4 separate regions of the Rattus norvegicus genome follow, and regions 1, 2 and 3 are each linked to region 4. The links are chromatin contacts, called in public Hi-C maps. All regions are on one chromosome and are shown on one strand. The core of a region is the stretch at or near the end of the contact, and the rest is flanking DNA. Distances in the headings are between cores, read along the strand shown.

Region 1 (3,040 bases), core at 405-2,904, 310 kb before region 4:
ACCAGGCACAGGCCAGCTACCGCAGTCTGGTGCTGCTGGGAGCGGCGCGCCCTGCACTGTGGGTAAGTGCGGACAGGGAGGTAGGTGGAATTTCATTTTAAAACAAAAGAAACTGTGAAGTTTCTTACAAGAAAGGGCTGGAGATGAGCACAGGCAGAGCAGATGGAGTAATCGATCTGAACCTTCCCTTCTTGGGGACACAGACCTGTTTCCAAAAACTGCTGTGGGGACCGTGAACTCTACATCACTGGAGATGGCCGTTCTTGAGTGACAAAGGACCTGAGGTTACTCCCTGCTTTCAGCTGGGCTAGCCTTGGCATTTCTCTAAGTCACTCATGAGAAACTAGAAGGCAAGGCAGGAGGCCTGCAAGTTCTAGGGTTCTCAGAAACAGAGGCAGGACAAACGCGATTTGGGTCCTTTCTTGAAAAAGACCCCAAAAAGTGCCACCAGATGGGTGGAGAATCAAGCGACAAAGCTGTGAAATCATCGATGCCTCAGGTGAGACTCACTCCTGTCACCCAGGGGTCATCACAGAGCCCCACACCCCTTCTCAGCCGCATGCAGATGAAAAGCACTGCGGTGTGCGGGCTTGCCCTCACCCACCCAGCTCGGTGGGTGTCTCTTCACTTACTGGCTTGGGTGGGCAACATAGGACACGCCCTGCATTAAAAAAGGAGGACCAAGCACAGCTGGCCCTCTAAGCCCACCCCACAGGCTGCACCCTTTTCTCTACGTGGACCAGCCACTGTCCCCAATCCTGAGACCACTCAGAACAGGGATGGAGAGCTAGAGAGGACCGAGCACACATGTACCATTCCTATGACCTATGGTGTGGGCTGGGCGGTCTCCAGAGGGGCTGGGTAACCTGAGAAGACCCCATCAACTCAGCAGACAGCACTAGGAAGGCAAGTGGCCACACCATGCAAGTCTACCTTCTACAATGAAACCTGCATGAGGAGAGAGCAGAGGCCACCAGTTGAGTCACCGTGAACGCAGAAGTGGGCTGCAGTGAAAATGGCTCCGTGGTTAAAAGCACACACAACAAAAGACGGCCTGGGTTTGCTTCCCAGCTCCAACTATGCCAGCTCCTCACTGTCCACAGCCCCTGTTCCACAGCCTCCAATGCCTCCTCCTCATCGCTCTAAGTGCAGCCACGCACGCATGCGAGAAGTGGAAGGAGAAGCCAGAGGCCCAGCATGGAGCTCTCAGACATCTGGATTCAGACACAGAACACACGGCTCTAGCCAGCCCCATGCCACAGATGTGACTGATGTGTGAAACTGCCATCTGCTGGGATGCAGACCTCTCCTCACCCTACAGCCTTGAGCACTCAAGCCAAAGCTCGCCCTCTTAATCCAGGCGCCCTCAACCATAGCTGATGCTCCCAGGAGGCGACAGTCCACCCTGGACACTGGGAACAAGCATGGGCACCACAGCAGCAGGCAGGCCCTGGCCCTAAGTGTTCCAGCAGCAGCAGCAGCAGCAGCAGCAGCAGCAGCAGCAGCAGCAGCAGCAGCAGGAGCAGCAGCAGCAGCAGCAGCAGCAGCAGCAGCAGCAGCAGCCCTTGTTCTGCTCCTGTGAAACCCTGACCACAATCATTGCCCAAGGGGCACCTGACTGTCACCCAAACCAGTGCGGAGGCGGCCTGGGGCAAAACAGCGCAGCCAGCTCACAGTTCCCTGCGGCTGACCACGGGTCAGTCTGCCTTTTTCTGTGAGCCATTGAGAGCAACAAGATGGCAGTCGAACCCACACTCCTCAGTGTCTGCACTTAACCCACACCCAGCAGAAGCTGCGGACCAGCTTCATCATAGAGTAAAGTCAGCTGACCCAAGTAGCGCTGGCTCTCGGTTTTAATTAATTAGGCACTTGCTTTCCTGAACACCTCCCACTTGAAAGCCCAGACACGCTGTTTTATTAAAGACAGGGATGGGACAAGGCTCAGCGCAGCCACTCGGGGTTTCTACCTAACGTGTACACTTCCCTCCCTGCTCATCTGAGTTTCAAATGTGAGCGGCTCAAGCAGATCTGAACACTGAGGAGGCTGAGGACCAGACATGCAAATGGCTCTGCGGGTGTGCGGTGTGAGCGAGCAGCCAGCAGCCGGAAGAGGACACGGAAGAGGACACGGAAGAGGACAGGACAGCAGCCCAACCCTCCGAGGTCCCAGACTTCGGTCACTCACTCCACTTCTGAATCAGGCAAGCGGAGCCTATGCGTCCCCTTAAAACTTGGTGAGGGCCATCTCCAGACCACAGCGCTGCAGGGATCAGATACGGTATCTAAAGAGTCATTTTAGATTAATGTACTGGGGATGTAGCAACCCCTCCCCATGGCATAAATCCAAGCACAGTGCCACTGCCCATAATTCCAGCAGCTTGGAAGGTGTTAGAGGATCAGAAGTACAAAACCATCCTGGGCTACATGAGACAAAAAACAAAACAAGGTTAATTAATGTCCCTGACCTCTGTATCTAAAATGACCAAGAAGCTCCTTGGAAAACCAAATCCTATCTTCCCAGCAAGGAAGTTTCTTCAGCCTCGGGACAGCTCACCCGTCCCAGCTCGCTCACAAGGGCGCGTTGGGAACACCAGGTGGTCAGCTCCACTTGCCGGAAAGCGTCAGCCATGCACACACCACCAGCGGGAATCCCTAGACTACATCCCATCCGCTGACCCAATGCCCACAGCAGAATCATCAGCTGCACACGGAAAGCAGCTGCGGGGGCTGGGCATGGACTGTATCTGCTTCGCACTTTCCTCCAGCCCTGGCTTCACATGCGAGAGGGAAAGTCATCATCCAAGAACCAGAACGGGATGGAGCACGGATCGAGTGCTCAGAGGTCACCTGCCAGGGCCCCAGACCCAGAGCTCTCATCTGTGCTTGCCCATGCTTTGTGATGTCACCCTTTGGAACTTCCCTCCTCACTGGCTAGGACCCTGCATGAAGTCCCACTGGCACCCGGTGCTGAGCCCCTTACAGAAGAGCTCCAGCTCAGGTATCAGACTGCAGATTCCACAGGCTCTGCAGTCCTGGCTCA
Region 2 (2,928 bases), core at 188-2,687, 280 kb after region 4:
ATTCACTGAATGTAACTTAGATGATCTCTTAGGGTTACTATTCTTGCCAAGGAAACACCATAACCAAAAAAGCAAGTTGGGGAGGAAAGAGTTTATTCAGCTTACAGTTCTGAATTGAAGAACATCATCAAAGGAACTTAGGGCAGGAACCTGGAGACAGGAGCTGATGCAGAGGCCATGGAGGGTGCTGTTTACTGGTTTTCTCAGCCTGCTTTCTTATAGAACCCAGGACCACCAGCCCAGGGATGGCACCACCACTATCCATCATTAATTAAAATGCCTTACAGACAGATCTTATGGGGGCATTTTCTCAATTAAGTTTCCCTCGTTTCAGATGACTCTAATTTCCGTGCCAACTTGACATAAGACCAGTCAGCACACAGGACCAAACATTCAGTACTGCACCCCAAGGGTTTCTACATTGCAAGCTCGTCCCTGACCCAGTTCCCTTTCCAGAACTGATTACAAGGACGCAGTCCGCCCCAGCACCTCCCTCCCGCCTATAAACTGTGCCTCCCCTTTTGGCCTTTGTTTTTAATTTTGCATGTATGGAGCTGAAGATACATTTGGTAGAGTGCCTGCCTTCCAAGTACGAGACCCTGGGTTCGGGATACAGCACCAGCCCCTAAAGTTTGCATTATCAAATATTGTGAGCAGTTTCTGGAGAGAAGGCTAACCCACTTCGGGACTCTGGGAATGCAACCGTGGTCCACGCCGGCTCGCCAATTACCCTCGGAGATGGAGTGGAAGACTTTATTTATTTACATATTTTACATTACAGTTCGAGGGTTTTAAGCAAGCTACCCTTAAACTCGCGATCGCACTTAAAATCAACTCCGAGAGTCTACGCAGTCCATCTTCAGACTCCCTGGGCAGGCTCCCCATCCTTTGGAGTCAGTGGGGACGCCTCTGCCTCAGTTTCCCCGTCTCAGCTGGGTCACCGCAAGACTCTAAGAGACCCTTAACGGGGACCGTGCCTGTTCTCGACCCCATCCTTCTCCTCGCTGGCAGGCCCGCGTCCGTTACAGCGGCTCCCGCACGGGCCCCGCTCCCGCGCAGCCGCCCTCCAGCCCCGACCTCAAGCCGCGGCCTCGCCTGGCCTCGCGGCCGGGTCCCTCCAAGCCCTGAGGTGGCCTGGAGCCCGCTGAGGCCTCGGCGCCTCCGGGCAGGCCGGATCGGATGTGCGCGGCGCCGCTCCTCAGCCTTCCCGCTCCCGTAGCCTGCCAGGCCGCTCGCTCTCACCTCACTCCCAGCCTCCAGCTGTAGCCACTCGCGGTCCATCCCCAGCCGCCGCAAGCACCAGCTCCGGCGGGCCGCGAGCTGCCCCGAGACCAAGGGGTCGGGCTCGCCCATAGCCCGCTCGGCACCGGGGCAACTTTCAGTAACCAGCCAAACTCCAGCCTGGGCTCCGATCGCTTCCGAGGCGCCTCTCGCGCACCATACCTAAACACCAGACAGAAGCAATCGCCCGGAGATCGGTGGCGCGGCGAGCGCGGGCCCGCCCCTGGGCTAGGAAGGCAGGCATTGCGCGTGCGCAGCGGGAGGGCGACGGCGGCGGAGGGCGGGGAGAGCGCAGGTATTGAGTCCGAAAGGGCGGGCTTAAAGTCTTCTGCTGACCTACCTCAGCCAGGGCCTCCGAGTGAGGTTGTGTCTCCCAACCCCCAAAACCGTAAAATGTAAATCATAGGGCTTGGAGGATGGCTCAACGAGTAAAGTTGCTTGTTGCCAAGCGTCGAGTCAAGAGTCCGATGCTCAGGCTTCACCTACGTGGTGGCAGGGGGAAACTGACTCTTCAAATTGGCCTCTTGACCTCCACATGCGCGCCTAGCGGGTTTGTGTGCCCACACGAATAAACACCTAAATTATAAAATCGTAGTAAATGACAAGAGGCACTGTCTTTCCTTGGGTTTGTGAATATAATGACTTTCCCAATATCTTCCTCCCCCGAGCTCTCCAAAGCTATTACTACCCCAGAAGCTGCATCAATGAACTGGAACCTCTGATTTCCACCCCACCACCCCCTTTTTTCTTTGGCAGGGTGTGATGGAGGACGAGGAATTCAAGGGCATCCACCGCTATGCAATGAGTTAAGAGGCCAGCCTGGGATATGAGACCGTGTCACCAAAGCAAAAATTGCTTCATAACTACATTTTGATGGTGGCCATAACTATTTTATTTGATTTATAAAACTCTGATCATTTTAAAGTTGATTTGGTCTAGTTACTATTTAGCCTCTCTCTCTCTCTCTCTCTCTCTCTCTCTCTCTCTCTCTCTCTCTCTCTCTCTCTCTCCATGACCTCATTTTGTTAATGAATTTTAAAAAATTATACCAGGCAAATCTGTAGAGATGGATCACATTACCTGGGGCTCATGGGGGGGGGGGGTAGAGAATGAATGGGAATGGCCTTGAAGGGGCTGGGGAGAGGATACTCTCCCTCATCTCTCCACCCAGGAGTTTGGTTGTTGTTGTTTAATGTCTGCATTATAGGTGTTTTGCCTGCGTGTATGCCTCTGAGCCAAGTGCATGCCTGATGCCTGCAGAAGAAGCCAGTAGAGATTGTTGGATCCCCCTAGAACTGGAGTTCTGGGGTCCTGAGCCACCATGTGCGTTCTGGGAACCAAACCCATGTCCCCTGGAAGAGCAGCTCATCTTAATCGATGTGCCATTTCTCATGCCTGCCGTTTTTTTGTTTGTTTGTTTGTTTTGTTTTTTTCTTTCTTTTATCTCTGTGAAAGTACGGAGGTGGTTTGTGTGTGACCAGCTCCCTGGACTTGAGAGTGGACTGGAGGCTACTGTAGCACAGTGAGGCAATACAGACTACAGAACCCGGCTTCGTGAGTTCCAATCCCAAGCCTACTATTTACTATAGGTGCTGAGGAAGCTATTTGACTGCCCCACGCCTTAGTTTCCCAACTTGTAAGATGAAA
Region 3 (2,935 bases), core at 261-2,760, 400 kb before region 4:
AGTGTCCTCAGGTCTGGGAGGGAAACCGAGAACATTCTGCACTGAGCTCACTGAACACCCGCCCGCCTGCTTCTCCAGCTAACGGATGACAGGCTCTACTGGAACCCTAAAAGTAAGAGAATCAGCTAAATTAGCTGTTTTACACTAGCTTGGAAAGAACTGTTTTGTAATTGATATGTACATGGAGTAGTGTAAGTAAAATGCCCTTGGTGCTTTAAATAACAAACTTAACTGTAAGTAAATAGGCTGCCTAAGGAGGTCTTGTGTCAATAGATGGAGCTGAATAAGCCCAGGTTAAGGAGTTAATGACACCAGAACACTGAGTCCTCAGTTGGAATATATACGTGTATACATATGTGACACGGTTAAGACTGAAGGCGGTAGCTCAGAGGATACACTTTGTTATTTTAATTTATTTATTTTATGTATGTGAGTGAGCACACTGTAGCTGTCTTCAGTCACACCAGAAGAGGGCATCAGATCTCTTTACAGATGGTTGTGAGCCACCATGTGGTTGCTGGGAATTGAACTCAGGACCTCTGGAAGAGCAGCCCATGCTCCTAACCACTGAGCCATCTCTCCAGCCCTAGAGGGTATTCTTGGTGGGTTGTCATCACCTCTTCAGTCTGTGATGAAGCTCTCTTTATTTTTCAGTGGGGGAAAAACCCCACGCACAGGTCTGCCCCCTGTACGAGATAATCTAGCACAGGACGACTGAAGCGCGGTTTGTGCCCGCAGTGATTGCACACGGGTGAAAACAGTAGCGAAGGAAAAAGGAAGCGTGGAAAGAAAGGCTCGCTCGTGTGGCTGTGGCCTCCTTGGATCCTGTTTTCCTTTCCCTCAACAGTTGGATCCATACTGGTTCACTGCCCTTCCATTGTTGGACAGTTCTGCCCCCCAGAGGCCACCTCTTCAGGCGGTGGGCCCCGAGACCCCCTTTGATATTTTCCTCCTTTTTGCCACTCACCACCCTGGCAGAGCATTCTTCATCCTCTGTGTCCTAAGGGAGCGGCACAGAAGAGAAAAGGAGGAGTCAGAGGCCATTACACTTTATCTCTTATTAATGCCTCTAAATGCAGGTTTTATTCGATAAGGGCGGGTAGAGAAATTGACGTTTGGCTCAAATAACAGTCTATAATTATTTAAATATTTTCTATGTATGGAGGTATGAAAATAGAGGATCACAGAAAATCTCAAATTGAAAATGGGATTTTTTAATATACGTTTTCTTCAGTGCTGTGACAGACTTGGTCTCTAGCTCTGGGTACAGCACTGGGTGTGCTCCATGACTCGTTGACGGCACTGACAACGCTCTTGTGTTACTGCAACTAAAGGGAGTTCTGTCTGTCACCTAAATGTGACATCATATTTGTTCAGTGTGGTTGACCTAAGTGTATGTGAGGAAACTGCGAAAGGCCTGGCCCTGCAGATGACCGAGAAGATGCTCGGGAGGAGGGCGCAGGCATCAGCACCCGCATCAGCACCGGGAAGGCCGCCTGCCGCCTCATCTAGTTCTGTTTCCATTTCATCCTGTCTGAGCGCCGCTGGGGCAGCAGCACATCCATTTACATTAAGACAGCCTTCTTTGCAACCTCAAGAGCTAGAAATTTCCTTTTTATAGTCTGAAGAATACAGCTAGCATCCAGATATATGACTCCTCGGCTTCAGATTAAGATTGCCTATAATTCTAGTTGAAATTGGAAAGATATTTTACAAAATTTGCTTCCTATCAGTCAGGCTGAGCATCGTCTGTCATAGCCCCGAACTGAGAAATTCTTCCTTGTCTTGCTGGTCTGTGATTTATTGACTAAGTGTTGTTTCTCCCCGAGCCCATCTGCATCACGCTGACGTCGCCTCATCACCCACAGACCTCAGCACTGTGAGTTCCAGAAAAATCCTAGAGTAAGAATTAGATCTGGGGTTCCAACAGATGCTGGAGCGTGAACCGTGTGAACATGCAAAGGCCAGAAACCCTGGAGCCTGGCAGCACAGAGCGTGGGGGCACAGTAAATAGACACTAGCGTCTTCCAGGGTAGAGAAATTTCTAGAGCAAAGTGAATTACTATGGCAACTAAGTTGCATGTGAAAAACAGAAGAGGGGTGCAACTCAGACGTTCTCTGGTGGAAACGCAAGAAAGGTTAAATGCCAAAAAAAAAAAAAGTGTTTATGTGTGTGATTTACCTCACATGTCAGCCATTTATCTCTCTTGAGTCACAGGGGAACTTGACAGCTAGTCATCACATACACAGCTAGATAATGTGAAGAATCTTTTACTTGTCAAAGATTAGCCCATCAAGAAGACATTTTTATAGACAATTTAACCACCTTTGACGCCCCCTCCCAAATTTCATGCACAAACACATGCTTTGTTAATTATCTGGAGTTGTTGGTTAACTCCTCTAAAGTGCCCATTCGGTCTTAGTTTGCTCTCAAAGATTAAATGAGTACCGTGCATTAGCTCTGGATTCTGGGGACCCCACCATGTCCTGGTCTGCTTGCTGCCCACTGCTCCCCCAGTGTAGGCCTCACAGTGTCCTAGAAATGTGGCAGGGCTGATGGAAGAACTTTCAGGAAACGGACGGACATCTCTGCAGATTCAGTTGATGGGATTGCTTCAGTGCAGCTTTTGAGTCTTGAGTGACTTCAGCTGCTCTGAAAGTCACAAAAAGTCACAGCTACTTCACCTCAGCCCTAAAAGCCCAGATCAGTTCGTCTGCCTTTGGAAGCCTTCACGTTTCTCAGGTACCTTTAGTCAAAACCACTTTTCCCTCTGGCAGCTCAAGTGTTCCATGTTTTTAATGTTTCGGTGTCTTAGCAGCTCTCAGCATCACATTGTGCTTTCCCAGGCCTCCCCTGCCTTGCTGTCTTGTATGTGTTAGGCTTAGCCCCTTGTAAAAGCATAGCCACAGAGGTACTTGCTAAAAGTGTTCTCAT
Region 4 (3,268 bases), core at 584-3,083:
TCTACGGAGCAGATCGTGCATTTCCCTTCGGGTTTACGAGAGGCTGTGAGTAGAGCACGTGGGAAGGTAGCCTAGGACTTCGGAATCTGGCCCACAATGGACATCATTCATTCGTTCATTCATTCATTCAATAAATCTCCAGTTGGCATCTGCTGAGTTGAGCTTGGACACCCTTAACTGAGCCTTGAACCCCCACTCCCAGTAATAGGAAGAAAGAAACAAAGAAGCCAGGAACAAGAGGGATATAGCCTAGATAGGCCATAAGGAAACTGAGAAGGGTCAGGCTGATGATGGCACCACTCCCTACCTATCAGGCAACTCTGTGCTTTCCATGTGCTTAACAGGTTAAGTCTGCCCAGGAGGGCCAGAGGAGGAACATCCCGGTGGGGATGGGTTTGGTAAAGGAGGGGTTTGTTATCAATATTTTTAATGTATACGCTAATTTACATGCAAGAGAATCAATTCTTTTGGGTGAATGAAACAGGTCTTTGAGTTCGGACAGACGCCTCAAGTCGTGGATCCACCATCGCAGCCTATCCTGAACAGGATCCAACCTCCGAGCTTGTTAGCTGCTGCGGCTGTCCGCGCTCCCACGGGCCCCTCTAGTACAATCTCTGCGCTCACGGCGAGATAAATAACGGCGACAGGTGGAGCAGGTGAGATTAGCAGGACCCGGGTTGGAGGGAGGACGCGATCAGAGGCGCCGCCCGGGTGGTAGCGCGCCTCTCTCCCCAGCCCACGCCCCTCCCCAAGGGCGTCTGGAAGGAACTACGTCTTGGTCACGGCTTCAGGGAGGGCCGGGTTAAGGTGACGGAGTCTCGGAGTGGGGAGAGACTCAGGCTTCCCAGCTTGGCTGCGGGAAGCGCGTGCACCCTAGGGCACTTGGCCACGCCTGAGGTCTCACGGGTAGGCAAGGTTTGAGAGAAGCAGGCTGAAGGGGACACTGGGTGTCCCTGTAGAGCTCTGACACTGGGGTCTTGCTGGCAAACCTGTTGGCAACCTGTGGGCCGGAGCTAGGACACGAGCTATAAGCGCGTCCTCCTCCTCAGCGGCTCTGGCAGTGGCCCGGCGCCCGACCCGGGGAGCGGCCGAGGCAGCTTGGAAAGGGCCTGAGGCTCTGCCAGGGGCGGGTGGTGGTGGAGGTGGCGGGATTCCCAAGCCGAGCCAACATCCCTGCAGAGCGACAGCAGGCAACCGCCTCTCGCGCCAGCTCTGGTCTAGGAGAAGCAGACGCCTCGGCCTTTCCTTCCGATCCTGGGCTCCAGTACCGCCTTCTCCAAAGTGCAAAACATTCATAAGTGTCCAGTGCCCTGCAGGCTTGGGTCTCCGCAACCAGTCGCCGCTGCCTGCCCGGAGAGCGTGCGGCGGCGATCGTTTGCATCCGGCCCGGGGTTTGCCAGCCTGGGCTGTGCAAGGGCGGGCGGAGAGCGTGTGCGAGTGCGCGGCTGCAGAGCCCGCGCCGAACCCACGTTCCCGCTACTGTCCTCGGGATAGATGGATCCATTGCTGCTTTCTGACATTTTTCTGCCAGGGGGCTGGTGGGGGAGGCGGAGATAGGGAGAGAGAGATGGGGGGCGGAGAGAGAGAGAGAGGAGAGAGAGAGAGAGAGAGAGAGAGAGAGAGAGAGAGAGAGAGAGAGAGAGAGAGAGAGAGAGAGAGAGACTGCTTCCCCCAGCCCTGTTTTGTTTTCTCTAATTGGTCCTGGGGGAAGCAAGGAAATTGGACAGAGGCTGGGCCGGGCGAGCTGGGCTGCCTTTAATTGGCTCCTTTTTTTTTTTTTTTTTTTTTTTAACTGGAGGGGAATCAAACAGGAGAGCGAGCGACAAAGGGTGGGAGAGCGAGAGACCGATCGCGGAGATGGGAGGAGGGAGAGAGGGAGGAGGGAGAGCGGGAGGCGGGGTGGTGGTGGTGGGGAGGTGGAGGAAGCGCGGAATGAAAAGCTCGGAGGGACCAGAAAGCAGCACAGCGAAGCCCAAGTTGCCGAGCGAGCGGAGCGCTCCCGCGGCCCCGGAGCCCGAGTGGCCGCCGTGCCCGGGAGCCTGGCCCGGCCCCGCCCGCTGGGGCCCCCTCGGCCCCAGGCCGCCGGGAGGGGGGCGGGGACGCCCAACTTGGGGCGCGGCGCAGCCCCGCTCTCCCGAGATCGCGGAGCCCGGGAATGCCACGGCGGCGGCCAGACGGCGGGAGAGGAGCGGGGAGAGAGGAGGCGGCGGGCGGCTCCTGAGCCCAGGCCTCCGCAAGAGCGCGAATTATTTTCAAAGGACTCAAACTTTCCTCTTTCCCTTGCTGGCTGTGGTGCCTCTTGCTTTGGAAACGTTCTCCGGATTCCCGCGGGGGCGCCGGGACGCGATCACCTCCCCCGGATTCCTCGGCGGCGGCTCGGCTAACTTCGCGGACTCGGAGACGCGGAGCGCTCGCCCCGCGGCGGAAGCCAGTCCTCGCTGCTCCGGCGCTTCAGAGGACCGGGACCCGGGCGCCCTCGCCTCCGGGAAGGGCGCTCAGCCCCGCTCCCCTGGGTCGGGCTGCGGAGCCCTCCACACCTACTGCAGGACTGGAGCCAGCGGATTAACCATAGCAGAGACCCGGCCTCCTGGCCTGGCTCCGCCGAGGGGCGTCCCCTGGGCGGGGAAACCACAAGTTTTGCCAGGCATCGGTGGCCTGTTGGATCCGCGCGCGGCCGCCACAGCAGAGAGGTCCCTCGCGCTCAGCACGCTGGGCGGACAGCCCTGGGAACCCAGGACTGCTCGGTGGCCGAGCTTTCTGGGCCAGGGAGCTGGTTGCTGCGCCCGGTGCGCAGAGGCATCAAGGTCTGGGCCAGCGCCCCCTGCGTCTCCACCCGGGCAGCCGCCCTATGGAAAGAGAACGGAGCCGAGTCGCGGTTTGCTTAGACTCCTAGTCTCGGTCGCCGCCCTCTCCTTCGCGTCTCAGGGAAAAGGAGGGAACGCAGAGGGCATCGCGGTGCCCCGGCGGATGCGCCCCCCGCCGCCTCTCAGGCTGCGCCGCCTCGTGGGGATGAAGCACTGGCCGTGAAGATGGAGGTGACCTGCCTTCTACTTCTGGCGCTGATCCCCTTCCACTGTCGGGGACAAGGAGTCTACGGTAAGAGCCAGCGTCCCGCTCCACCCTGGCGGAGCCGCGCGGAAACTTTACAAGATCTTGCTCAAAGTGCGCGCTGCCTGGGCTTGGTGGAACCCTGGGCTTGCACTCTAGAACGTATGGTCGCGTCTCCGCCCTCGCCTGGGCGCCAGGAGACCGAGCAGGCTGCTCCCGA

Evidence for each region. Hi-C and Micro-C count contacts between places; a contact is called where the count stands out from the background.
Region 1: a contact with region 4 is called in a Hi-C map of Schwann cells, with 2.5 times the contacts expected there. The contact joins the enhancer-like site here to the promoter of Mdga1 in region 4. A contact is called at or near these places in 2 of 12 Hi-C or Micro-C datasets (Schwann cells and mammary epithelial cells).
Region 2: a contact with region 4 is called in a Hi-C map of kidney, with 4 times the contacts expected there. The contact joins the promoter of Rnf8 here to the promoter of Mdga1 in region 4. A contact is called at or near these places in 10 of 12 Hi-C or Micro-C datasets (the A7r5 cell line, the Rat2 cell line, Schwann cells and 6 more).
Region 3: a Hi-C map of frontal cortex shows a contact between it and region 4, with 2.6 times the contacts expected there. The contact joins the enhancer-like site here to the promoter of Mdga1 in region 4. A contact is called at or near these places in 1 of 12 Hi-C or Micro-C datasets (frontal cortex) and 1 of 1 datasets of contacts at active chromatin or transcription factors (oligodendrocytes).

Annotation. Positions count from the first base shown.
Region 1 is chr20:8,274,200-8,277,239 of GRCr8, reverse strand. The region is part of intron 5 of Zfand3 (zinc finger AN1-type containing 3); the gene reads right to left. Among named protein-coding and RNA genes, the nearest start is that of Zfand3, 190 kb to the right of the region's middle. Within about 2 kb of position 1,654, at least 5 of the 93 cell types and tissues checked have an H3K27ac peak or open chromatin away from gene starts, as enhancers often do. A contact at or near this core is called in Schwann cells, where this site is marked.
Region 2 is chr20:7,682,474-7,685,401 of GRCr8, reverse strand. Rnf8 (ring finger protein 8) reads right to left here and starts at 1,437. Exons shown (of 8, transcript NM_001025727.1): 1 at 1,243-1,437. The coding sequence starts at 1,353.
Region 3 is chr20:8,365,811-8,368,745 of GRCr8, reverse strand. The region is part of intron 8 of Btbd9 (BTB domain containing 9); the gene reads left to right. Among named protein-coding and RNA genes, the nearest start is that of Btbd9, 270 kb to the left of the region's middle. Within about 2 kb of position 1,510, at least 1 of the 93 cell types and tissues checked has an H3K27ac peak or open chromatin away from gene starts, as enhancers often do.
Region 4 is chr20:7,964,399-7,967,666 of GRCr8, reverse strand. It overlaps Mdga1 (MAM domain containing glycosylphosphatidylinositol anchor 1), which reads left to right and starts at 1,833. Exons shown (of 17, transcript NM_001414944.1): 1 at 1,833-3,096. The coding sequence starts at 3,030.